4 separate regions of the Pan troglodytes genome follow, and regions 1, 3 and 4 are each linked to region 2. The links are chromatin contacts, called in public HiChIP or PLAC-seq maps. All regions are on one chromosome and are shown on one strand. Each heading gives the region's core, a stretch centred on a gene start, on an enhancer-like site or on the middle of the called end of the contact. The rest is flanking DNA. Distances are from core to core; before and after follow the strand shown. Region 1 holds the start of TRAM2 (translocation associated membrane protein 2). Region 2 holds the start of EFHC1 (EF-hand domain containing 1). Region 3 holds the start of MCM3 (minichromosome maintenance complex component 3). Region 4 holds the start of TMEM14A (transmembrane protein 14A).

What was found. HiChIP or PLAC-seq counts read pairs in DNA pulled down with a chosen protein or histone mark.
Region 1: an H3K4me3 HiChIP or PLAC-seq map of stem cell-derived excitatory neurons shows a contact between it and region 2, with 6 times the contacts expected there. The contact joins the promoter of TRAM2 here to the promoter of EFHC1 in region 2. A contact is called at or near these places in 2 of 7 Hi-C or Micro-C datasets (blood and stem cell-derived neural progenitor cells), 1 of 1 datasets of contacts at active chromatin or transcription factors (stem cell-derived excitatory neurons) and 1 of 1 other capture datasets (stem cell-derived neural stem cells).
Region 3: an H3K4me3 HiChIP or PLAC-seq map of stem cell-derived excitatory neurons shows a contact between it and region 2, with 2.3 times the contacts expected there. The contact joins the promoter of MCM3 here to the promoter of EFHC1 in region 2. A contact is called at or near these places in 1 of 7 Hi-C or Micro-C datasets (stem cell-derived neural progenitor cells) and 1 of 1 datasets of contacts at active chromatin or transcription factors (stem cell-derived excitatory neurons).
Region 4: a contact with region 2 is called in an H3K4me3 HiChIP or PLAC-seq map of stem cell-derived excitatory neurons, with 4 times the contacts expected there. The contact joins the promoter of TMEM14A here to the promoter of EFHC1 in region 2. A contact is called at or near these places in 2 of 7 Hi-C or Micro-C datasets (induced pluripotent stem cells and lymphocytes) and 1 of 1 datasets of contacts at active chromatin or transcription factors (stem cell-derived excitatory neurons).

Annotation. Positions count from the first base shown.
Region 1 is chr5:58,433,612-58,437,245 of NHGRI_mPanTro3-v2.0_pri, forward strand. TRAM2 (translocation associated membrane protein 2) reads right to left here and starts at 1,651. Exons shown (of 11, transcript XM_518539.9): 1 at 1,375-1,651. The coding sequence starts at 1,494. LOC100611061 (a long non-coding RNA gene) reads left to right here and starts at 1,762. Exons shown (of 3, transcript XR_008548525.2): 1 at 1,762-3,196.
Region 2 is chr5:58,276,039-58,279,551 of NHGRI_mPanTro3-v2.0_pri, forward strand. EFHC1 (EF-hand domain containing 1) reads left to right here and starts at 1,875. Exons shown (of 11, transcript NM_001280343.1): 1 at 1,875-1,988. The coding sequence starts at 1,926.
Region 3 is chr5:58,141,377-58,144,983 of NHGRI_mPanTro3-v2.0_pri, forward strand. MCM3 (minichromosome maintenance complex component 3) reads right to left here and starts at 1,555. Exons shown (of 17, transcript XR_010158047.1): 1 at 1,350-1,555; 2 at 47-159.
Region 4 is chr5:58,525,549-58,529,456 of NHGRI_mPanTro3-v2.0_pri, forward strand. TMEM14A (transmembrane protein 14A) reads left to right here and starts at 1,556. Exons shown (of 5, transcript XM_003311333.4): 1 at 1,556-1,721.

The sequences.
Region 1 (3,634 bases), core at 401-2,900, 160 kb after region 2:
AGAGGGACTGAACTAAAGGAGCACTATCAAAAAGTGGAGTGGAGACCCCAGTCCTAGCACCACCGTTTATTTCCTACAGACCCTAAAGCCCAGCCACGGACACATTCATTCATCCAACCCTGACTTGGCCACCACAAGAATGTTCCCAGCTTGAGGGCAGCTTCGCCAGCCAATTAGGGCCCTTGTCATTCGCAGAGATACAGGGAACCCGAGACAGAGGGACAGGGAAGGAAATTTAGCCAGGCAAGCCATCCTCCATCTCCAAGGAAGTTTGTAAATGATCACAGCTTCCTAACCCAACCGTGAGAATGCAATAAGCAAGCTGACGCAGAAGGGAGGACAAGGAGTCTCAGGAACCAGAGGAGACCACGGTGAGAGTGAGGGGAATGTCGCTCACATATCTCACTTCTGAGACAAGATATACCGCAACAAACCCATGCCAAGCTTCCTCCAGTTCTTCCCACTTTTGAATATCACATTTTTCTTGCTCTGCAAGAGTAGGGAATCCTTCCCATCAGTCTTGTGAATTCTGACCCCTTGCTGGCTTTCTACAACTCCCTGCCTGGGAGGCCGACACCAGGACATTGCTGTTGGGGGTGGGATCCCCATCCTCTGCCCCCCACTCCTACACTATAAGAGAATCAACTTTCCCCAAAAAGTGGAGGGTATCCCTGTCTCTCTTCTTGTCTCTGTAAAGGGGGTGAAGCTCTGGGTCGCCGCAGATGGATCTAAAGGGACAGTTCACGGAGTGGTAAAGGATATCCAAAAATTGGCCTTCTAGAGCACAGCAAAAAAGTGGGAGCGACACGAGAGCAGAAGGCCACTGCTGGGATGGGGCCAGGGCCACACGTGAACATCCGAGCACGTTCCAGAGCTGAGATGCAAAACACCCAGGAAATCACATAGGAAGTGGAAAAGGTTCTGGGTCTCTCCCACTGGAAAAGCCCAGAAGAGCTAGTGGCCACCCCTTGGGGTAAGAGGGGGTTGTGCAATGACTGCGGGTCTGGGAGTCTCTGGGCTTGGCTCCTGGACGCCAGAAAGGGAACCCCACGCGTCAAGCCAGGGTGGCAGCGCGGCGGTTGGTTCGAGGCCAGGCTGGGGTTTCAGGGCTGCAGACAGAGCTGCAGGATACGATGAGTGCCCAAGGGGGCGGCAGAGCATGGCATGGCTGGCACGGCGCGGAGCTGGGGGTGCTGTCTGGGCTGGCCGGGGTACAGGCCGGAGGGGTACAGTGCACAAAGCCGGGGTGCCGATAACGTACACGGCAGCCAGGAGCCTCCGATCAGAGGAGGGCCCGCTGACCTGCAGGGGTGTGCCGGGCGGTGCACGACAGGGGGCACTGTCCCTCCAGCTCCCTCCTCCCCAGGCTCTCACCTCGAACATAAGCCCGATGAGGACGCAGAGCACCAGGCAGAAGCCGATGTCCGCATGGTTGTGGATGACGAACTCCTGGCTGAAGAGCGGGTAACTTTTCGTCCTCCTGCGGAAAGCCATGGCAGCGGGCGCGCAGCGGCCGGCGGGGCCCGCACCCTGCGCTCACGAACCGCAGCGCAAACTTCTCCAGCACCGGCCCGGTCCGCCCGCCGGCCCGCCGCCCGCTCTCCCACAGCCGCCCGCCCGCCCAGCGCGGAACAACTTCGGGGCCCGCCCCCTTCCTCCGCCCGCCCCCGCCGCCCGTAACCGCCCCCGGCCGCAGCCCCCGCCCAGCCCCCGCCCAGCCCGCGGCCCGCACTCGGCGCGCCTGGCCCCGCCCCCCGCGGGCTTAACCCTCTAGCCGCTGGGCACGCGCGGGCTGCCGGGGCGGAGGCGTACGGGGGCGGCGAGCGGGACTCGGCTCCTCCTCGTCCCGCGCCAGCGCCGCGCCCGGCCGCATTCTTGGGGCCCGAGGCTCAGCAGCTCGCGGCGGAGAAAGCAGGCCGCGGAGGAGGCGGGCGCCCAGGCCTGCCCGGACAGGAAGTGGGCCCAGCTTTCCCACTCCTCGCTCCGCTCCTTCCTCCGCGGGAAGGGCAGGCCCCGGAGGCAGCGAGCGCCCCGGGGGTGGCCGGGCAGCCGGATGCTCCCGGGGTTGCGGGCTGTGGCCCCGGGGGCTGAGGGCGGCGCGGGTGCGGCGGAAGCAGGGAAGCCGCGAACCGGCCTTCTGGCTGGCCACAGCGCCCTGCACGGACGATCAGTGAATGGAGATTGCTCAAGTATTTATCGAGAACTTGCAGTGGGCTAGGCACGGTTCAGGTAGATCAACAAACCGAAAGACCCTGCCCTAGGGGAGCTTTCGCTCCAATGCGGGGAGAGGGTGGATGATTGCAGTTTTGCCCAGTAATTTTTGGGACCCTCATGCCACCATTAATTAGCTACACACATCTCACCGAAAGTCTACCTTACATATTAATCAGAAGAAGTGGAAGAATAAACACAGAAGAAGCAAAAAAGGAAGGAACTTTCTCACTGAAAGTTTCTATTTAATATTAAGTCTTAAAAGTACTCCTGGAAGGACAAAAGGTGTTCTTAATAAATTATATTCGCAAATATTGGATTTAATCCTACCAGTAATGAAGCAGTCAGTTACTTTCTAGATGTGCAGAAATACGTAATGAACAAAAAAAACTAATTCCTATTCCATTTTTTATTAGGTCCACAGTTATTTCACTTCTAAATAAATATGATTTTTTAAAAGTGGCACGCGGTGGAATGTAATTGAGACAGGATGGAGTTCCTAGAGAAATTTTACTTCCTCGATCTGCACTCCACCTTATTTAAAATACAGTCTTGGGTCTGTAATTCCCTTATCTGACTCTCAAGGAAATGAAAAAGTAATGCCTAGATTGGACTAAACCTCATTTAACTTCAAGACTGACCTTTCTCAAAGTTGAACCTTCGTCTTGTGAGGAACAGAAAGATCAAGAACTCTGAAGCACCTCGACTTTCCACCTGTGAAGATGTGTTCAAATTTGCAACGTGCGGCCACACCTATGAGGTTGAACTTAATACAATTGGTTTCTTTATAGGTTTAGATGGTTGAATTTAAGTTACCCCCACTGCTATTATTATTATTATTATTATTATTATTATTATTATTTTGAGACAGAGTCTTAACTCTGTTGCCCAGGCAGGAGTGCAGTGGCGAGATCTTGACTCACTGCAACCTCTGCCTCCTGGCTTCAAGCAATTCTCATGCTTCAGCCTGTAGCTGGAACTACAGGTATGTGCCACCACACCCGGCTAATTTTCGTATTTTTTAGTAGAGGTGGGGGTTTCACCATGTTGACCAGGCTGGTCTCGAACTCCTGACCGCAAGCGATCCGCCATTTTTTGAGATGGATTCTCTGTTGCCCAAGCTGGAGTGCCGTGACGCCATCTCGGCTCACTGGAACCTCCTCCTTCCAGGTTCAAGCAATTCTCCTGCCTCAGCCTCCTGAGTAGCTGAGATTACAGGTGCCCTCCACCACCCCCTGCTAATTTTTGTATTTTTAGTAGAGATGGGGTTTCACCATGTTGGCCAGGCTAGTGTCAAACTCCTGATCTTCAGTGATCCGCCCGTCTTGGCCTCCCAAAGTGCTGAGATTACAGGCCACTGCACCCAGCCTTTTGCTACACATTTATACTAAACTATATTATGGGGCAGCACAGTAGGTTTGTT
Region 2 (3,513 bases), core at 625-3,124:
TAAAAGTTTTCAGTAACTTCCACAATGCTAACCAATGTTTGAGGAATATGATTACATTTATTTTTTAAAAAAATAAGCAAGTTTTGTAAAAAGCACCAAAGGCAAAAAAACTTCATTGAAGTTTTTAAAAAATGTATTAAACTGCTGCATTAAGGTAATGTACTTACAGAAAAAGAAAAAGAGGTTTAAAAAAGGACAAGAACAGGAAACAGATGTAGTAAGGGGAGAAGAGTTAGAAAAGAAACTCTCTGGGCAGGGTATGGTAAGCAGGCATCAATAACTGCCTCAGGTGCCACTTAATGCATTCATGTCCTGGGCCTCCTGAGCGTCACACAAATTAGTGAAACCCATCAGGGGGATTTGCTCTGACAAGCAGCAATAAAAGTAAAGCTGCTGTCTGTATTGGCAGTAAACTACCTGTGACACTGAGATATGCCTTCTGTGTCTGGCTTATTACTCTATCATGTTCCTAAACTGGCTTGTCACAAACGCCTGTTACAAAAATCAGATTCCTGGCCTCCATGTCAGACCTAATGAATCCAAATCTCTCGGCACGTGGCTTTTGATTACTTTTTATTTTTAAGCTCCTCAGCAATGATGGATAGCTTTCTTCCCCCCACCAAAAAAATGTTTCAGGAATAGGATTATGTTTCTTTTAAGAAAAAATAATTTAAGCAAGTTTTGTAAAAAGCATCAAAGGCTATACCTATGATGCTGACAATATTTCACCTCACTTATCTGCTTCTTTCCCAAGACTTAGTCTTTCTCTTTGAAGGAGCTGTGTTCCTCCTAGTGGTTCTGATCTTTTTCATTGCAGCTGCAGGTACAAACGAGGGATTGAGGTGACCACCCTTCAACCTGCAGCTCTTCAGTCAACAAAAATCAAGTACCTATCAGAGTGCACCCTGCCCTGCAGCACATATTCAAGGCTTTCCCTACAAGAACGAAGGTGTTTAACCGAAGGGATTGATGGTAGAATAAAGAGAGCTGGGCGCGGTGGCTCATGCCTGTAATCCCAGCACTTTGGGAGGCGAGGTGGGCGGATCGCTTGACCCCAGGAATTCGAGACCAGCTTGGACAACATAGTGGGACACTATCTCTACGGAAGGAGGGAAGTAGGGAAGGAAGGAAGGAAGGAAGCAAGGAGGGAAGGAGGGACGGAGGGAAGGAAGGAAGGAAAAAGAAAGAAAAGAAAGGAAAGAAAGAAAGAAAGAAAGAGAAAGATTGATTTTAAAAAAAAGTTAAAAGGGGAAAAATACAATGTGGCAGTGGGAGAATTAAGGATGAGATGATTGCATTAGTTCATTGACCATCCCTGAGCAACAGAAACACAATCATGGGTAATCCTCGGCCCCTACCTACAAGAAGCATGGGTCTAGTTTAGTAGCACTGCCAACTGGACCGACCATTTACACTTCTGTGTGAAATGGGGCAGAGCGGGGAGAAAAGAGTGCCTGAGCTCACAGCGTTGGCGGGGCGCAGTGAGGTCCGCCAGGACTAGGTGGAAGGAGAGAAGGAACGTCCCTCTCTGCAACTCATCTAAGGGCCTGCTCGGACCCCGGATCTCACAGCGAGAACTACCGCCTCGCTACACCCGCCTTTCCCCGCGCCACCCAACAGCTCCCACGTCTCATCCTCCGGGAGCGGGGCGGGGCGAAGCGGAAGAGGAGGGGCCGACACAACCACGCCCACTAGCCGCGCTCCAAGGCCGCGGCCCCCTTACCGCGAGAACGCGGAGTCCTGCGGATGGCGCACGCGCAAACCTCCTGTGACGCCTGCGCCTCCTGGCCCCGCCTTCCGCTCGTGGGAGTTCCGGATGTTTAGCGTTACCATGGAGCCTGGAGGTGCCCGCGAACGCTGCTCGTCGCCTGGGCAACCGGAGAGGACGAAGCAGGACCTAGGTGGCGGCGGTGGTACCGGCTGCAATGGTGTCCAATCCCGTGCATGGCTTGCCCTTTCTTCCGGGCACGTCCTTTAAGGACTCTACGGTGAGCAGTTATCTGCCAGACTCCCACCTGTCCCCACCTTCCAGCAGCCCAGGAGGTTTCCCCTCTCAGTGCACCTCCATTCCCCTCCACTCAAGTCTGTCTTCTCTCCAAACACGTCTTCTGTCCTGACCCTGTTCTTTATTCTGGGCCGAACTTCTGCCGTTCTTCCCTAGCCATCCTCATCCCCTCTCTCCGATCCTTTGCCCTCCGCCTCATCCCTCTCTAGTTTTTTCCCACTCCATCTTGGCAGTGTGTTGGCGCCTTCATTCTCATCCCGTTAGCCGCGTTCTTTCTTACGGCCCTGCTCCTCCAAGCCCCTGCCTCTTGTCCCTTTAGATCACTATTTCCCCCACCCTACTCCCAACCTATCTCTGGGCCCTCTCCCTAGCTCGTTCTCTCACATCATAACCTGTCTCCGTCCATCGCCGCCCTTAAACCCCCCCGCCACTATGCACCTTCATCCTCATTCCCACAGGTCCGTCATTCCCGCCCCACCTCTTCCTCTTCTGAATCCTGTACCCGGTAGTATCTCCCACTCCCAGCTCCATTTCCTGTTTTGTATGTATATCGATTCCGCTCCTCTTCTTTCCGCCAGGTCTTTTTCCTTTCTTCTTTATCTTGCATCCAACCCCATTCTTTTCTCTCCATCTTCTACATTTTCCACAATTTAGTCCCATCCTCTCCCCATTCTTTTCTTTCTCCATTGCGGGTTTTCCCCAAAACTTGCTCACCTTCCTCCCAAAGCATCTTTCCCTGCTTTGTAAGAGATATTCCTTTCCAGTTCCCTCAAGAATTGATTAGTTGCTGTTTATTCTTCCCCGGCTCTATTCTTTTTATTCTAACGTTTTTGTAAAAAGATTCCTGTTTAGATTTTGTTTTGCTCCTTCCCCAACCTTGTGTTTTTATTTGCATTTTCTAGACAAAATTTTTTAAAAAGTAGCAGCAGCTTGGATTCTTTTTTTTTTTTTAAACTCTTGCCACAGTTTAGCTCTTAAAATTATTTGGTTTGTTTTAATTCTGACGGGGCTACTGAAATGTATGTGCTGAAAAATCAATAATGAGATTCAGTAGACTGATCATCACAGATGAGCTAACAGTAGTTTATGTTTATATAGTTTAATACTTTAAACTCTTGCCTTCCTCTCCAGCTTCACAAAGTTAAAATATTTTGTCAATTTATTTTCTTCGGAAGAATCAATTTAGAATGAAATCGAAAGTTTGGTGAGAGAATTTGTATTCTGAATCTCTGTAATTATCCCTGCATTAAGACACAACATCATAGATTTTTAGTTTCAGTGGACTTTTCAGTTTTATGTAATTTAGAAAATGTTGTAGGCACTTGCCTGCCCTATACAGGATGAGCTTAAGCTTTTGGTGTTGGTGAGTGTAGACAGGGCTGAGTTGATACAGGGAATTACAGAGGTGTGGATGGAAGTGCAAAGCTCTAAAAACATATTGCTGTATTACAAGTAAGAAGAACTGTGCATTGGACGTATTTCAGATTTTAAATACACTGGCCAAGTGT
Region 3 (3,607 bases), core at 305-2,804, 130 kb before region 2:
AGGGAGCCATTCTCACTGACAGCCAGTATATCCCCTTGCCTCTCACCGGTTAGCCCTCTTCTCGTTTTTCCTGCGCAGGTCATTCACATTGACAATCAGCCGGTATTGGTTGTCACTGATCAGCTCCCGAACTTTGCTCTGATAAATTCCCTGGTCTTCCTGCAAAACAGCCACCACATATCACCATAGCCACAAATTTAAAAACAATGTTTCTAAACAGAAGTAGTTCTCATAGCCAGATAGCTAAGTCAATCTCTGCAGCAGAGCTGAATCCCCAGTAAGTACGTGCTCATCAATTTCTCCCTTTCATTCACTATTTTTAGATTCGAAATAACACCCTAAGAGGGGACTATAAGAATTATAATGACTTCCTCAAGGTCCATGCTGTTATTCCCATCATCATGGACAACTTTTCTGCATGCTGTAATTTCTGTCTTTAGTGGAGAATTAAAATGAGCTCATGAGAAGTCTAAATGGACAGTAAGTGCAAACTTTGTTAAAATGTTAAGTTAAACCTAGCAATGTGAATGTTAAAGGTAACAACGTGAATAGATGGATATGTTGTTTCACTGTAGTAATCATTTCACCATGTATATCAAAACATGTGCACTTCAGATATATATAATAAAAATGTAAATAAAACAGACTCTTAGTAGTCACATTAAAATGGCTTTTCATTTAAGAATTATATAAAAAGTAATATTTTTTCCAATCATCTCTATAATACGGAAAGGGTTCTCATACCCCGACCTAAAGGAATAGAGAATCTCAGCTATTTGGTCACATCATCAACCCTTCAAGATGGTTTTTTCAACATTCTATGGCTTTAAGTCTTGGGTTGCACATAAAATCCCCTTGGCCTGCACACAAAACACTTTTTATCTGCATCTTAGTTGGTACTGAAAAAGAATGCAGCCGAATTAGGGAGTCTTTTCCTCCTGGTAAAAAGTCAGTCCCTAAAATCTGAGCACTCTGCAACGCGGCTGGTCACTATAGCCCTAGGGCAGCCCCTCCCCCACAGTCTCCTCAAATCAAGAGAGAGCAGTGAAATGCAAAAGGCCGAGGTGGGCTTTGCCAATCTGCTTGCACTTAATGGGAACCTGTCGCCTTTTGCGCGCCCGGACCATCGCTTGTACTTAGGAGAAAGCTGGCTTCCTAAGAGTTCACTTATCGAACACAAACTAGCGAGTCCGGCGTTGAGAAGTTACAAGATTGGGGCTGGAGGCTCGGGCCCGGCAGGCTCCGCTGCGGCACACGGTCTGGAGGCCTGGCGGGCCTCTGGCTTCCCGGCCGGGCCGCGTCCGCAGGGGCTCCGAGCGCTAGAGCCCGCGCGCCGGCGCCTCCCTCACCTCGTCGTCCAGGAAGTCCAGGTAATCTCTCTGAGCCTCCCGCAGCTCCACATCGTCCAGCACCACGGTACCCGCCATGCCCGCTGCCAAAGAACTACCTCCACCAAAGTCGCGTGGAGGTTCCCAGGATGACTCCACCCCGGCGCGAAAACTTCCGAACTCTTCCCGCCACCAAAGGTTACCTCGAGGAAGAGGCGGGGACCTTGGGAGCATATAAGCATTATGATTGGCTGAGTTCTCTGAGGTCGGACTAGCGACTGTCCAATCAAAAGCTTCTTCTTCTTCGGGTTTTCCGCTGCGCGCCCCGCGGTGGCGGGAAACGTACCATCCGGGATTCTCTGTTCCTCCCCTCCCTCCGCCTCCCTCACTGACGAGCAAACTGACCAATAGGGCTGAGAGGAGACAGGCTGGCGAGAGGGAAAGCGTTGCGTTCTGGGAGTTGTAGTGTTCTCCCTCCTTTCCGGATGTTTTTGCAGGGTTTTTCAAGCTGCAGAACTTTTGACCCGATGCAACGACCAAATTCAGAGGATGGTGCTTTATAACGCAGGAAGATGAAAACATAAAAGCAAATCATTTTTAAGATATATCCAAATCAGAACTGCCCTCCAGTGGCATCCTAGTGTAAAAGTGGATTTTGAGAATCTATAGGATAGAATATAGAACTATAGTACCTTAGGGAAGGATTAGTTAAAAACCCATTTGCTATCTGATACCGTTGCCTGACGAACTCCATAAAGACATCGCCGCAGAGAAGGATGAAGTGAAAAAAAAAAATCTGTGTTTACCCTGCCCCCTAGAGACTTCATCGTGTGTTATACAAATTCTGGAAACCGTTACTACTCCATCTTACTTAATAACAGGTAAATTAAAGGCTTTCTGGTCTTATAAAAAGATCACAGGATCCTTTTAAGTAACTTAGCTTACTGAACGATCAGCTCAAGAGGGGAAAAAGTGTTTCACGTCACTTTGATTAAATATCAATCAGTAACTAACAGCAAATCTGAAACCATAATGACTAAAAGATCATCGCACGTCCACATTTGTATGTTTGTTTTCAGTCCGTCGTGGTTGGCTTTTTGTTATATTTCTAGTTTTATTTTGAGATATAATGTATATACAGTAAAATGCACAAATCTTAAGTGTACAGCTCAGTGAATTTTTACCTGTGCTTACACCCATGTAACCACTCTGCACAATAAAGAGCAAGCCCATTGCCCCAGCATGTGTTTTTAATTTTACTGAACAAGAAACTGAAATACTGGATTGCCCAACATCAGACATTTGATAACTCTTTATCTGAAATTTCAGCCAACTATTAGCTTATGTTTTAAAGTCTTCTGGACTCACTATGTACTGATAAATATTCTAAGAATAATCTGCCTAAACAAAATATATATGCCATCTATTTGTGTGGGTATATGTATTTCCAGTTATTATTCAGTTTATAGTTACTGTATGTTTTGTGCCATCCTAGTGGGCAGATAAATCGATCCTTAGCCAAAGCAAAAAGGCTGTCATTTGACTGCTTGCTTTTATGTTTATTAACGGGCAAAAAAAAAAGAAAATTCTAGAATAAAGATACTGTTTGCCGTTATATAGCAAGAGGTAATTACTGATTTATTAAGACTTTTTACTCATAACTCTTATTTTATGAACTTATTGGACAGAGTACTGAGATATCCTCTGCTCCGGAAACAATTTGAAATTAACGCTAAAAGAACCGGGAAGCTTAGTTCAAACTAGCAAAGAAGTCGAGTCATTTGTAGTAGAAAGTCCAAAAGAGTGGAAATCTGAAAACCACATCTTTGATTCTCACACTTTTTTCTGGGCTTGTTTCCTTATATACAGTATAAGATGAAGAAACTGAATTAGAATATCTCTGATAATCTGTCTTACTCTAACATTCCATGAGCTAATGGCAAATTTGGAAACTATGTAAAGACAATTCTATTTAATGAATTAATCATGCCATGGTCTTTGATAAAGACTTGATTTGTCCCAATATAATCATCTTCAGCTGTGAAGGACACACCGCTATTTAATTGGTGTTTCTCCCTTCTTTCATTAGGGCATGAAATCTTTAAGCAGAGGAAATGTATTTCCTTTGTTATCCCCGACACCTGCAAACTGCCCAAAATCAATCAGGTTGTTGCTACAGAAAAATTAGGGGCATTTGTACATATCTCATAAAAAGTCCAGCTGAGCTTAGCCCTAAAAAGCACATATAATCTAATAAAGTAGTGTATCTACAGTTTCCA
Region 4 (3,908 bases), core at 306-2,805, 250 kb after region 2:
TCTCAGAGCATCTAGTCTTGTCCATATCTTAAATCCAGGCACTGAGGTCCAGAGGGGAGTTATTTACCCAGGTCACATCAGATGAAGATAATAAAGTATTCCAAGAGGATTTTAGTTTTATTCCAAATAGGGTAAGTGTTCTGAGAGTGTGAGGAGAGAAGGTGAGGAGGCTGGGGTAAGGATGGGCATAGAAGGGGATGGAAAGGAGTGCTGAGAGAACTCAGAACCAAATTTCAGGCTATCACTTTCTCCACGCCACATTCCAATGCCTTGCCATCAACTCTTCTGTGAATCTTCAGGAATTTTATTAATTCCCCAGGACCAACTTAGACTTTCATAAGTTAGATGTAGTTATATTACTTCCCTGAAGCACTTTTATGCACAAAGAATAGATGTAGCAAACAAACTTCACAAGATTTAGTTTTTGAGTTTCCTTTTTTATTCTGAGGAATTCCGCTGTAATTCTCAGTGACACAGAACCTCTAGAGCTACTTCACTATGACAGCCTTCTTCAAATCTCCAAAGGGCTATTACATAAGGAAGAGGGTCGGAGTTCTGTATTCATCAAGAAGGCAGAAGATTGAGATGATAAGTTGCTACAGGGAGGCATAATTTAAAGTCAATTTAAACTGTAATCCCAGCACTTCGGGAGGCAGAGGCGGGAGGATTGCTTTGAGCTCAGGAGTTCAAGACCCTCCTGGGCAACACAGTGAAACCCGGTCTCTACAAAAAAAAAAAATAGTCGGGTGAGGTGGCACACACCTGTAATCCTAGCTACTTGGGAGGTTGAGGCTGGAGAATCGCTTGAACCCAGGAGGCAGGAGGCAGAGGTTGCAGTGAGACGGGATGGTGCCACTGCACTCCAGCCTGGGCGACCGACTGAGATCCTGTATTTAAAAAAAAAATAAGGTCAATTTAAGTTTCGTTCCTGGGATTGGGCGGATTGCCTTGGATTAGGCAAGGTTTTAAAGGCTTTCCAACTCTGGAATTCTATACCTTTCCCAGTAGATATCTAAACCCAGCAAATCCTGGGCCTGAAGTTTAAACTAGGATCCTCGTCTCCCAACCACATCTAGATGATCCCATAGTGTAATGAAGGGTGCTTGGGCTTTGACACCAGGCAAACTTGGATTTTGACCTGGGACAACTAAGTCACTTGACCTCACTGAACCTTAGCTCCCTCCACTGACAGTGGGGACAGTCTGCTGGAGGGTGTGTAGAAGACCTCGGGTTGCCTTTTGGAGGTTCTGGAAATGTCCCTTGAAAGATGAATGGAATTAATTTAAAAATCTTCGCCTTCTGTAATTTTGGCTTCTTGCAAACACGCTTCCTGCCAGTCCTGCTCCGTCAGGCGGGAGGCAGCAAACCCCAGCCCTGGCTCCAGGACAGGGCCGAAGGCAGGATAGACGGAGCAACGGGTCCGGCTGCCGCCGGGATGTTGCAGCACAGGGCCTCCTGGCTGCCTGGCCTACAGGCCGCCCGGATTCAGCCGGAGGGCATGGACCGGGCGGAGTCCTGCAAGGCGAGAAGGGACATAGCGCATGCGCGCGGCAGGGAGGGCGTTTCCAGGAGGGAGCGGCCTTTGCTCAGCGCGAGACGGCTGGGCGCCGAGTGGGACGGAGCTGGTGCGGAGACTGCTTCCGGACTCCAGGTACCGCGCTTGGCGGCAGCTGGCCCCAGACTTCTGTCTTTTCAGCTGCAGTGAAGGCTCGGGGCTGCAGGTGAGCTGTGCATCCCGCAATGGAGACCTTCCTGCTCTGAATTTTCTTACAAAACTGCAGAAATATAAGGGGCGTTGCTTAGCGGGCATCCCCTCCCCCGCGCCAAACCTGTACAGCAAATGATGATGCAGAGGACCTTGAGGGGATTTTGCAGGGCATCGGTCTTACCTCCGCGGTATCATTTTTCTCCTCCTCCCGAGTTTCTGCCTTCTGGTATCCCTAAATATCCCACCTATCCTGCCTCCTACCTTCCTGGAACTGGGGTGGTGGGGTGGGCTCATGGACCACTGCAAAATGCTTGGCAGGAATTTTAACCTTCTCAGCACCACCCAGACCCCACTCGAAAATGTGCCTTTTGTGCCCTCCAAGAGCTCAAGGGTAGGTAATTGTTATATCTTTAGCATGTGAAAATGCTTTTTATATAACAGTTCACCGAAAATCTCTTAGTTTTCCGAATTTTGGAGGATTTGGGGCGGGCAGAGAGGCTGTCCCCTGTCACCTTGTTTTGTACCTGGTATGGTAAATCGTTTTGCTGCATTGCATCCAAGATGCGTTTTAGTCCTTCCAAGGCTTGAGCATCACATTTGTGATGAGAGCGTGTGATGTGCTGTGCACATCCTCTCCCACCTTATCCCTTCCATGTTAACACAGCCTTTGCCTTTAATGTGTGCTTCTGGCCTGGCCACATGGCTCCGTCATGGAATAGGTGATTCTTTTGTCTGAATATTCTCTGTGAGAACAGAGTCTTCTTGCAAGCATTGGGAGTAGATTTATTTTGCCTCTTTAGAACAACAGTCAGTTCACTAAGGAGATTAAGGGGCTACCTGTTTCCTGGCAATAAAGCTCTATTGGGTAGGTCAGTTACAGAATGTCTTCAGGCAGAAGCTGTTCCTTTGGTTCACTCACTCATTTATTCATTTAACAAGTATTTTAAGTACCTGCCTTGTGCATGGCAGGGTTCTTGGTGCTGTGAGGAGGACAAAGATAAACTGAACCTTGGTTTGCCCTCAAGGAGCTTGGCTGGCTGAGAGTTGAGAGAATCCCAACCAAGTAAAAGGGTGTGGGTCCTCAAGAGAAGATCGCAGGAAGAGCTGGGGGGCTCAGGATGGAGTGGAATTAATCTTTCACAACAGCTACTTAGCTTTAGGAGAAAATTAGGTCTAGAAGTTACACCTGATAATGAAAGAACTCTCATAAGCTTCAGATCTGTATGTAAGGGTGTTTTCCGGACTGTGTGTTGGGCGTCTCAGACTGAATACATTCTAAACACGTCCCATCATTCCTAGCCACCTCCGTCTTCCCCCCGCCACACACCTGCTGCTCTTCCCATGTTCTCTGTCTCAGGGAATAGCATGAGGCTCCCCGACTCCCTACTTCTCCTAATGGTCTAAGCCAGATACCTAGGGGTGAGTCATCTCTGATTCACCCCTGACTTTCCCTTCCCGCCTCAAATTCAATTCTGCTGATTCTACCTCCTGAACTTCTGAAATCTGTCCACCTTCTCTCCATTCTCATTGCCATTTCTCTAGATAAGCCTACCGTTATCAACTAAGCTCTTGCTTGCTTTACTGCAACAGCTTCCCGATTTATCTCCCTGCCTCACTTCACAACCCATCTTCACTACTGCAACTGGGAAGTGCTTGCTGGAATTTAAATCTGATTGTGAGGCTCCCTTCAGTGATCCTTCATTGCCCTTAGGACGGAACCAGACTCCCTTTACGGGGCTTATGTGGGTGTACAGCCCTGTCTTTCTCACCAGCACCCTCTCTTTTCACAAGCCCCTTGCACTTTTCATTTTGAGAACATGCTTTCTTGTGCCATTAGGGCCTTGCACATGCGCTCCCTTCTGCCAGGAACACCCTTCCCTGCACCCTCTTCACTTGACTTATTCATGCTCCCCTGTAGGGTAAATGCACCTGACAGCAATAATTAAAGCATACCCTTAGAATGACCCTGTGTGGCAGATGAACCTGAATGTGTTTTCTGAACTAGGGAACCCAGGCCTGCCCAACCCAGAGATTTATTTCTTGTCTATGAAGAACATCTGAGCCCCTGCCCCACCTGTCCCATAGAACAGGGGCCATACGGGGAATTGAGGCCTTGAATTTTGAGTTAAATCAAGGTTGCCAGGTGGAAGTCATTGAGGGGAGGGTGTTAAGTGAAAATGCTGCATAAATTGCATGATGT